Linked DNA regions of Sus scrofa: region 1 is linked to region 2. The links are chromatin contacts, called in public HiChIP or PLAC-seq maps. All regions are on one chromosome and are shown on one strand. The core of a region is the stretch at or near the end of the contact, and the rest is flanking DNA. Distances in the headings are between cores, read along the strand shown.

Evidence for each region. HiChIP or PLAC-seq counts read pairs in DNA pulled down with a chosen protein or histone mark.
Region 1: a contact with region 2 is called in an H3K27ac HiChIP or PLAC-seq map of skeletal muscle. The contact joins two enhancer-like sites. A contact is called at or near these places in 3 of 47 Hi-C or Micro-C datasets (alveolar macrophages, embryonic fibroblasts and retroperitoneal adipose tissue) and 2 of 2 datasets of contacts at active chromatin or transcription factors (alveolar macrophages and skeletal muscle).

The regions. Positions count from the first base shown.
Region 1 is chr14:56,451,353-56,456,431 of Sscrofa11.1, reverse strand. No RefSeq gene overlaps it. Among named protein-coding and RNA genes, the nearest start is that of IRF2BP2, 92 kb to the left of the region's middle. Within about 2 kb of position 3,516, at least 76 of the 83 cell types and tissues checked have an H3K27ac peak or open chromatin away from gene starts, as enhancers often do. A contact at or near this core is called in alveolar macrophages, retroperitoneal adipose tissue and skeletal muscle, where this site is marked.
Region 2 is chr14:56,337,822-56,342,670 of Sscrofa11.1, reverse strand. No RefSeq gene overlaps it. Among named protein-coding and RNA genes, the nearest start is that of IRF2BP2, 210 kb to the left of the region's middle. Within about 2 kb of position 1,585, at least 28 of the 83 cell types and tissues checked have an H3K27ac peak or open chromatin away from gene starts, as enhancers often do. A contact at or near this core is called in alveolar macrophages, retroperitoneal adipose tissue and skeletal muscle, where this site is marked.

The DNA of each region.
Region 1 (5,079 bases), core at 2,267-4,766, 110 kb before region 2:
CAGGGCTGGAGGCAGCTGTGCCATGAGTCACACTGACTTCTCCCCAAAGGTGAGTCTCAACAGTCCTGCCATACCTGGAGCTTCTTTTGTTCAGCAATGATGTCCACATGCTGACAGTGCATGGAGGGCAGAGCGGGAAGGAAGGCACGGACAGATACAGTGGAACAAAAGGAGATGTAGTTGGGACCTCCGGGAAGAATTTTCCCGAGTGACATCTAAATAGGCTGCAAATGGCCCTTTGGAGGGAACTCCCATCCCTTGTCATAATCTAAACCAGGACCGGACTGGGAGGGGTGGCAACACATGGGTGTCAGGGGGAGGGCGGGGCCACCCCGCTTCTTTGTCTCGTCAGCCCATGACCCACGGGGTTGAGGCTTAAATGTGCCATTCGTCTACTGCACGAGGATCCTTGAATCCCCACACTAGGTGTGTCCATTGAAGAGAGTTCTGCCCTCTCCCAGGGGAAAGCTGGGGGTTAAATCTGTAACTGTCAGCCTGCCTGGCAACAAAATAAAAGGAAACCACATTCTTCATGAATGAAGGAAGGAGCAGGAGGAAGGTAGTCCCCCCCCACCTTCTCTTTTTTTTTTTAAACATGAGTAAGATCCTCAATATGTTTGAGATTATTTAGCAAATTCTCTGCAAGGGACCACAGGTCACTAGCCAACAGATCATGGATGTAGAGACCGCAGGCTTCTTCCGACCCTACCTCCCACCGTTGCCCCAGAGGTAGCAGGCTGGGCATCATGGGGGTCTCTGTTTAGTGAACTATTAATGATTTATCAAAGTCCAGACCCCTGCACCATCCGTCCAGTGCTCAGAATGTTATTAGAAAATCCTATTTCTGGTCTGTTATGAAACAGAGGTTTTGATGTGCTGCCAGGTTTATGGGGAATTCTGGAAACAGAACACTTGCTGCTCTGAGGAGCCGAGGCCAGTGGGTGTTACATAAAGCTTTCCTAGCAACTCAAGTTTATCAGAGAATGTGAGGCTGCAGTGGAAAAAAAGCCAACGAGTTAATGCAAAACATGAGCCAACCCACTATCCCCGCTTGCTCCGAGGCCAGCCAGCACATTCATGGGAGTGATTTTAACCCGCAGTGTCCCGGCAGGCCTGAGACTCCAGTTAGCTGCAGGTTCAGCACAAGAAAGCTGGGGCTGCTCAGAGCTGAAAGGCACCTTCTCACGGACCTCATGAAATGCCAAGCCGCCCTTGCCACCTCTGCACCCACAGCTTATTGAAATTCATACAAATGCATCTTCTTCGGCCTTCTCGGGGCTGCTCCCGCTTTCTCTGGGCACTGCAGAAATAAATGAGGGCAAGGTCACAACGCAGAATCCCTGCCAAGTTAAATGCATTGGATGGCGCGACTGTCCATCTGAAGTCAATGGGCGAGAATCTAATTTCCAAACCCCTGATCCAAAATGATGCAGCTCAGGATCGAATCCTTTTCTGGTGGTTGGCTGCCAACATTTGTTCAGTTTCTGAAAAGTCTATGTCCAATTGGTTGTTTTAAATCTCCCAGAGCTGGGAGGGTGGGGGTGGTTGGAGAGACCTGGGAACAGAAAACCACACAAAATCCCATTTCAAAGCTGCAAATCAGAGCCAATCGCCATCATGATCTGCTTACCCATGACAGTCTCAACTGCAGCGTTTTAGAGAGGAAAGGAAGCTTTCCCCACCCCTGAAGGTGAGTCCAACAAGCTGAGCAGGACTGGGCTGAGGGGCATGTGTCAAGAGAGAAAGTGGTTGAGTTGAAACTCAAGGGGCCCAACGAAAGTATTTGGAAAGCAGTGTCCCCTTTCACAAACCTGCCAGGGACTGGAGGGCCCTGTCTGTGATGCCACCAGACCCCAGCTCAGTGCCCACCTCCCCAAGTCAGTCCAGAGCACCATCACTCCATTTGGGCAGGAAAAGAATGATTTTGTGAAATCCCGGAGCCCCATCTGTATGATGACACTCGTCCAGTGGGAGGATGGCCTTTCCTGACATAAATGGGATCACTCCAAATCTAGAGAGTCTGTATCCCCAGGGCTTCTCTGCTGAAGAACGTGCAAGGGGCTGAAAAGTGTCAAAGCTACCTCTTTGCCTTAAAGCTGCAAAAGAAGCAAACCCCAAGACATCCTAGTTGAACTTGAACTTAAATTCACCTAGTAGAAGGTGAATTTCTATTTTAGGTAGTCCTTGAGAAGTCACCAGAAATCCAGAAAAGAATTTGCTCTGAGATGCCTCTTAAAAGATTTCATTCAAAGTGGACCAAAAAAAAGGAAAAAAGGTGGCAAATACTCAAAAGAGGGCCACTGACCGACCCAAGGAGAACAGAGGCGTCTAGCCACAGTCCATGTCCCAGTAGGTCTCTCTATGTCCATTAAACAATCAGAGGAGGGGAGCCTCCTCAGAAGCCCTCAAGCATCCCTGCCCCCTCCAGGTGGAGGCACCTCCTGCAGCCCTTGGACGCTGACGAGTGTCTGCTGGTGGAAAGCTGTCCGCACCCAGCACGGCCATAAATGAGTCCATTTCCATCGCCATGAGATCAATACTACTCATTTTTCTCTTGCTGGCTCCCGAGTGATTCATGAATCTGAAAACTAGTTCATGAATCAGAGTGAGGTGGGGGGGCGGGGGCCCATTTGTGCAGTCGGAGAACCTCCATTCCTTTCATGAACCCAGCCGTTAGTTGCATAATGCTTGCCTGCCTGCTGGTTGAAACCAGCCTTGGGGGAGGGGCGGGGGAGACGCTCTTGGCTTCTACTTACTCACCTGGTCTCCTGCTTGCAAGGAAAAGAGTGACCCTGGGTGCTGATTGCGTGTCCGTCTGTCTCAGTGGGTATCTCTGTACCCTTTGTTTGCGTGGCTGTGGGTGTGTGTGCAGGTGCTCGCACGTGTGCAATGGTCTTTGTGCACACATTTTGTGTGTGTGTGTGTGTGTGTGTGTGTGTGTGTGAACGAGCAACATATGACCGGCCTCGGGCCCTTTAAACCTGAATGGGAGCCAAATTCATTTCTCAGCGGAGCTTCATAAGGAAGCACAAGACGAGGCAGTTGGAAACCACAGCCCTGCGAGTGCTGATTACAGCCTGCTAAGGAAAATGAGATTTTTATCTCACAGGAATTCAGTTATAAAAATAAAATACAACGTCTGGCTTGATTCAGCGAAATGTACGAGCACCAGGGCATTTTTAATTTTGCAGGGATGCCGGACAAGGGGAATGACCTAAAACATTGCGTTTAAAGCGAGGCAGAGGCGCGGGGAGCGGCCACAGGAAGGAAGTGGGAGTGGAGGTGTGTGTGAGAGAGAGATGGAGGGAGCGAGGGAGGGCGGGAGGTGGAGAGAGAGGGAGAAAAACCACCCTGCTGGCAAATGAATGCAGCGGGGATGATGTCATTGGAACAGTTGGAGGAGAGGGAGAAAAACAACTCGGCGCTGGGCTAATCCTGTTTGCTGCCCTGAAGGGAATGGATGGCGGCCAAGGCAGGGGGTTCTGGGAAACCATATAAGGGTGCCAAGCAGGCTTTGCCGTCAACATTAGGAACTGACAGCTTTGTTCTTTGTAACTTGGCTGCCCGCCAGAGGCCTCATTTCAGCTCTGCGGCATGATTACCCTGGACGGCCGCCAGCCCCGCGCTGAGAGCTCCTTTTCTTCTCTCCCAGCTTTTTTTTTTTTTTTTTTTTTTTTCTTTCCTCTTTCCCTTTGCCAAACATGCAGCAGTTACCATGGCAGTCGAAAGTAAAGTTTCAAAAAAAAAAAAAAAGCCACACACAACAAAGTCGAGAGGCATGCCTGGGCCCAGAGGTGCCACGGGAGCAGAGGAGCAGATAGAAAAGGCAGGTCACCTATTCATCAGTCCTCCGACGGAAGGAGCAAACACGGAGCGCTGGCTGTCAAGCTCCGGGAGGTGACTCCAGGATAAACAGAGAGGGCCTGGCCCGGCTGTTGACAGAGAGGGGCTGGCTCCCAGGCCTTGTTTTCCTTCTCTTTCTCTCTCTCTTTTCCTGAGGCATTGTGGAGTGCGTAATGTGAAACGGAAAATGTCATGATTTCCACTGGGAATGCATCCACAGTTCTGAGAAAGCTCCAGAAAGCCTGGCCCGCCAAACACTAAAGGGAGCAGGAAGGCAGGGAGAGGGTGTGGACCGTCCCAGCGGCCCCCGGTCACCGAGGTGAACCCAGGGAGCAAAAGCTGCTCAGTGGCCACAGCCCAAGGGCCCTGTGGGCGGCTGGGACACAGACAAGCGGTGACTCCTGGCTGGACTGTGCTGGGGTGCCACACCAGAGCGTACTGGCAGGGGGAGGTGGTGGTGGTGATGGTTCAGTGCAGCGGGAACCAGGCCCACCCAGTCCCAGAGGGAACCTGAGGCCAGGGACGGAGGAGCGCCAGTGGTTTTGCTTTATAAGGGGGACTCTGTGAAGAGTCCAGCCAGCTATTTTTAACAGGGTTCCTGTCTCACCTGCTTGGAAAGTGGAACATCTCCTGGGAGGTGACACATGGTGACCACAGGCAAGTCTCCAGACCGAGAGCTGGCAGGTGACGTAGAAGCGGGGTCTGGGTTGCTGGCTCCCCTCACTGTATAAATTGACACTCCTAGCCCTGGGTGCAGCAGGATGCTGGGAAGGGCCTCTTCTCGTTCTAGAAGTTTCTGCAGCAGGGGCGAACCGGGCCGTTTTGTTGGAGGAAGGCCAGGCTCTGGCAGGGACTGCTCTCCCAGGCCCGCAGCGGCCTCACTGTGAAACGTTTCCTTCTGATGGACCACGCGGGCCCTCTGAGAGGGGTCATGGCCCCTCAGGAGTGTGCGTGCTCACTGCCCCGTCCTGGGCTGGAAGTGGTGGTGTCAGGGAGGAAAGAGCCAAGGGTGCATCAGGGGAGAAGTCAGCAGGAGGACCGCAGCAGCCCCCCTCTCCCTTTATTTTTCAGGGCTGCACATGCAGCATATGGAAGTTCCCAGGCTAGGGGTCGAATCGGAGCTCCATCCGCCGACCCACAGCACCATGCAGCAATGCCAGATCCGAGCTGCATCTGCAACCTACATCGCCCCTCACGGCAACACCAGAGATTCTCCACCTGCTGAACAAGGCCGGG
Region 2 (4,849 bases), core at 336-2,835:
ACAGCCCGGCTCAGAGTTCACGTCAATGAGGGGGAGGAGGGCAGGGCAGGGACATCCGCAGGGCCTGGGTTTCTGGCAGGCAGCTGGGCTTTGGGAACAGTGGGGCTCTCTACTCAAAGCCCTGGGAAACGTGCAGCCTATGGAAGCAGCAGGCTTTCTGCAGAGCCAAGGTGCTGGCCCACCTGTGAGCTTCTGACCTCACTGTGCCGCCACCCATGGAGGGATGCTGTGTGGAGTCTCCAGGGAGCGGCAGCCTCCTAAGCACTATAAAAATGTCAGCAGACATGAACTGATTAATATCACGCACTGGGATGGACTTTTCCAAAAAAAAAGATTATAAAGCAGTTGAGCTATTGTAGAGCTGAGGGCATTAGGAAAAGTTGACTGTCTTACCCTGGGCCCAGTCAAGTGGTGAATCAGTCAGGGACAAGGCTGAGGTTTTTGTTTCTGTAAAGCCTGTTTCCTTCGATTAAAAAAGTTATGGATGCACCAGGCACAAAAGGACCCATGTGGCATGATTCCACTTGTAGGGGTAACTCGAGGAGTCCAGCTCAGAGAGACAGAAAGCAGCATGGTGGTTGCCAGGATGAGAAGGGAGAGCTGGTGTCTCATGGGGACAGAGTTTCAGTTTGGGAAGATGACAAAGTTCTAGAAATGGATGGTGATGGTAGTTGCACAATAACGTGAATGAAAACGTCCCTGAAAAATGGCTAAAACGGTTGTTATGTTATGTCTCCTTTATCACCATAATAATAATAATAATAATAAAAGCTATGGAACTATTCGTTGTGAATCTCTGCTTAGATTATTTGAAGAGTAATTTGGTCTCATTTAGCCTTTTCTGTGCATGCACAGGAATGCAGGATCCAAGCTGCATCTGTGACCTACACAAAACGCTGGATACTTAACCCACTGAGTGAGGCGAAGATCAAACCCACAACCTCATGGATACGAGTCAACCTGCTGAGGAACAAAGGGAACTCCCTGGCCTCTTTTCAAGGCATTAGACTTTGAGATTCCCAAGGGCAGGGACCATTTATAATTTGCCTTTTTAGACCAAAAGCACTAGTACAAAGCCTTACATAGCATAATGCTGGATAAATACTATTTGAATGGAAAAAAATGAATGAACGAATAGGCCCAGAATTCCCTCATTGGCAAAGGCCATGCCACTGAACCATCTTTTTTTCTAAAAAACACATTCACAGAATAGTAACAACAAAACCACTGAGCATCATTAAGTGTTTTGCCTTCAGAGCAAATAAGGTTTTCAAACCAAAAAGCAACAATAAAAAAATTAACTGTACTTCGATAAATGTTTCTAAAAATAGTAAAAGCAAAACACGCAACAACAACAACAAAAGTTAAGTGCATATATCTATTCATATTGAAAGTTTCCTGCCTAAATTCCCCAGACACCCCCCCTCACTTTAATAGGAAGTAAGAGTGATGAATGAATGAACAAATGAATGAATTTCCTTCCTGGTCCGCAGGGCTATATTTTTCCTGTCTGGCTATCAGAACAGTCCATGCAGTGAGCCTTGCAGGTCCCTGGAGAGGTTCAGGAACCAACTAGAGTCCTTCCAGCTCAGACATCCCTTTCCTGGGTAGCGCCCTTCTCCAGGCTGAGACAGGAAATGATCTCCAGCTGCCCTCCCTGCTGACTCAGCCGCAAAGCCTTTTACAGTAATCTGACTTCACTTCTCTGGAGCTTCTTTGGGCAAAGACTTTCTCATTTTCTGTAAAGCAGATCATTAAGGGGCAGAAAATTCAATGACAAAAGGAAGGAAGCACAGAGAGAAATCCTTGCATTTTTTGAAGCTAGAGCACAAGCGTGGCCCAGGGATGTGAAATGCCTTTCTCCCTCTGTTTTCCCTTCAGTGCTGAGCAACCCTCCCAGCGTCCTCAAATTCCCAAGATCTGTTTAAACATCTCACATGTTCCTTCTAAATAAATCCAGCCATTTGTGCACGCCAGTCATTTTTAGCAAAGAGTACATTAGCTGTTTTCTTTTGCAGAACAAAATCAAAGTCTCATCTAACTAACAGCCATATATAAAAAGGAGGAGTACTTTCTGATCAGCACAACAGAACTGCCATGAATTTAGTCAGGGCTCCTGGCCTCCTCCAAAAGATGTTTCTAACATCGAAAGAGATCTCAAAATATGTAATCCATAGTGAGAAGGCTTTTTCTGAGCTCAGAAATGCAGAATGACAGGAACTATCATTTGTAGCAATATCATAAAGGAGAATCTGAAAAACCTCCGGCCACAAAATACCTAGATATGCCTACAAAAATAACAAACACAGTTTTAATAGCACAGCTGAGATCAGCAAAGGAAATCCCTGAGACCAGAGCAGGCTGAACAGCAGGGCAGGTGCTGACACTTTGGCTGTCTGGGCACTTGGAGCTCTGGCAGGGAAAAAAAGTCACCTTGAGTTTCATAACCACAGGCCACACTTCACACAGGTTTGAATTTAAATGTATTCACCTGCATGGTCTAGAAATCAATTAAGTAACATAAAAAGAGTTCTAATCTCATAATATCATAGGGGAAGTTGCTAAAGAAATTGAAAAACTTCTCTATAGAAACAGATCCTCAACCTCGGCCACACAAGATCCTGAGAGTGAGCATTTTTTAAAATTAGGAGCTCACAGTCAAAAACTATAAAATGCTTTAAAATGCTTTAGGAGACAAGAGCAAGAGTCCACACAGAACCAAAGTAACACACACAATAGGCGACATGGATATTGAACCACAGGCTCCCCAAGAACATCAGATAATGAAACTATCAAGAAAAAAAAATATGGTCAAGATAATTAAAATGCAAAAGGAGAAGTCAAAATTATGAATAATACTATCAGACTCTTTTTCAAAGACCAAATATATTTGAAAAAAAGACTAAATATAAGTCTAGAAATGAAATGTGTATCATTAAAAGAAAAAGCTCAGCCAGTGGGTTTAAAGATCAGATGAGACAGCTGAAGAGAGAATTGGAGATCCAGAAAATTATTTGGAAGGAGATTACCTAGAGTGCAGCACCCAAAGATAAAGTGGTTTTAAAAATGAAAAGAAGACATGAAAAGTTCTAGCATCTACCACACTGGACCTCCAGAGAGAAAAAAAACAGGGCAAGAGGTAATATTTTAAAAGGTAGTGGCTGGGAATTTTCTAAAATGGGATGAAAATCAGATCCAGGAAGCAAAATTAGGTCAAAACAAGATACATAAAAATAGATACATTGTAAGAAAAAACTGCCAAAGGCAAAATAAATCAGTGGGGAAAATAGTTTGACAACAGAAACAAGAGTTAACCTGACAGGAGACTTTCGGGGGGGGCTGTACCCACGGCATGGGGAAGTTCCAGGGCCAGGGATGGAACCCACACCACAGCAATGACAAAGATCCTTAACCCACTGAGCCACCAGGAAGCTCTGACAGCAGACTTTTTGATAGCAACAACAGAAACCAGAGGTCAGTGGAAGATTTCAAAGCACTGAGAGAGATAGAATAATCTTGGTTTGCAAGTTAAAAATAGCTAAGAAACAAATGAAGGCTAAGTCACAGATCATGCCTAGGCTTAGTCATAAGAATTTATTTATGTAGAAATAACAGATTTCATGGAGGCAAGCTCTTGGTCCAATGCTCTGCTGTCACTCACTTGAAAATTTTAATAACTATTGAGCAAGGATCCCTGCAGTTCTATTTTTCACTAGATTCTATGAATTATGTTGTTGGTTATGTATGCAGGCCCTGAGGACCCAGTACCACTCAGAAGCAAGCAAGCAAGCAGCATTCTATACAACATGTGATCAAGCCCATTAAGACAAAGCAAAATCTAGGTCTTGTAGCTTGAAAGACAAAAAGAAGAATTTATGCAAATATATTTGACAGGGTTTATCAACTTCAAGGCCTCGAGTCTCTTGCAGGTGGGGAGGGGAGGGAGGACCTGTACCAGGAAGAAGTGAGAGAGCCGCCAAAAAGCAAACACCTGTTAAGCCAGGGAACTTGCACAATGCACCAAGGAACTGAACAAAAGAAGAGGAGTGGGGGAGTTCCCGTCGTGGCGCAGTGGTTAACGAATCCGACTAGGAACCATGAGGTTGCGGGTTCGGTCCCTGCCCTTGCTCAGTGGGTTAACGATCCGGTGTTGCCATGAGCTGTGGTGTAGGTTGCAGACGCGGCTCGGATCCCGAGTTGCTGTGGCTCTGGCGTAGGCCAGTGGCTACAGCTCTGATTCGACCCCTAGCCTGGGAACCTCCATATGCCGCGGGAGCGGCCCAAAGAAATAGCAAAAAGACAAAAAAAAAAAAAAAAAAAAAAGAGGAGTGGATAGGGTTAGAGCTGGTGTTGGTGCTAAAGCAATTATCCTTTTCAATTGGAAACACCTGTCAGCATCATTGGTGAAGTACTGGTACAAATCAGACACTAGAAAACCAATAATGAAAAAGATCTAGAGGAAGTCACTCCTCTAGTCCTTCAACTTAGAGGAGGGCTTTGCAACAGGTGGTAATGAAGACAAGCTGCCATAAAAGCTATCACGATGAGCTTCATTGTTTAATTCTTTCGTTCTCAGAAGATTCTCATAATATTAGAAGATGCCTAAGAAAAGTAGCAGTGCTAGTATGAAACTCTCTGACTCATTATTTTTTCAAAGATGTAAGTTTATGGCCTTAAATGATAATGGGTTCTGTCCATTAAAATAGTTTTTCACTATATCCTGACTTTTGAAGGGATGCAGAGTTAATTGGTCTATTTGTACTATATTTGCAGCCATCTTGGTTCATTAGACACAAAAATATCAAGCATCTACGAGAAAGTACCATTTTTAGGACCAAAAATTCAGAGT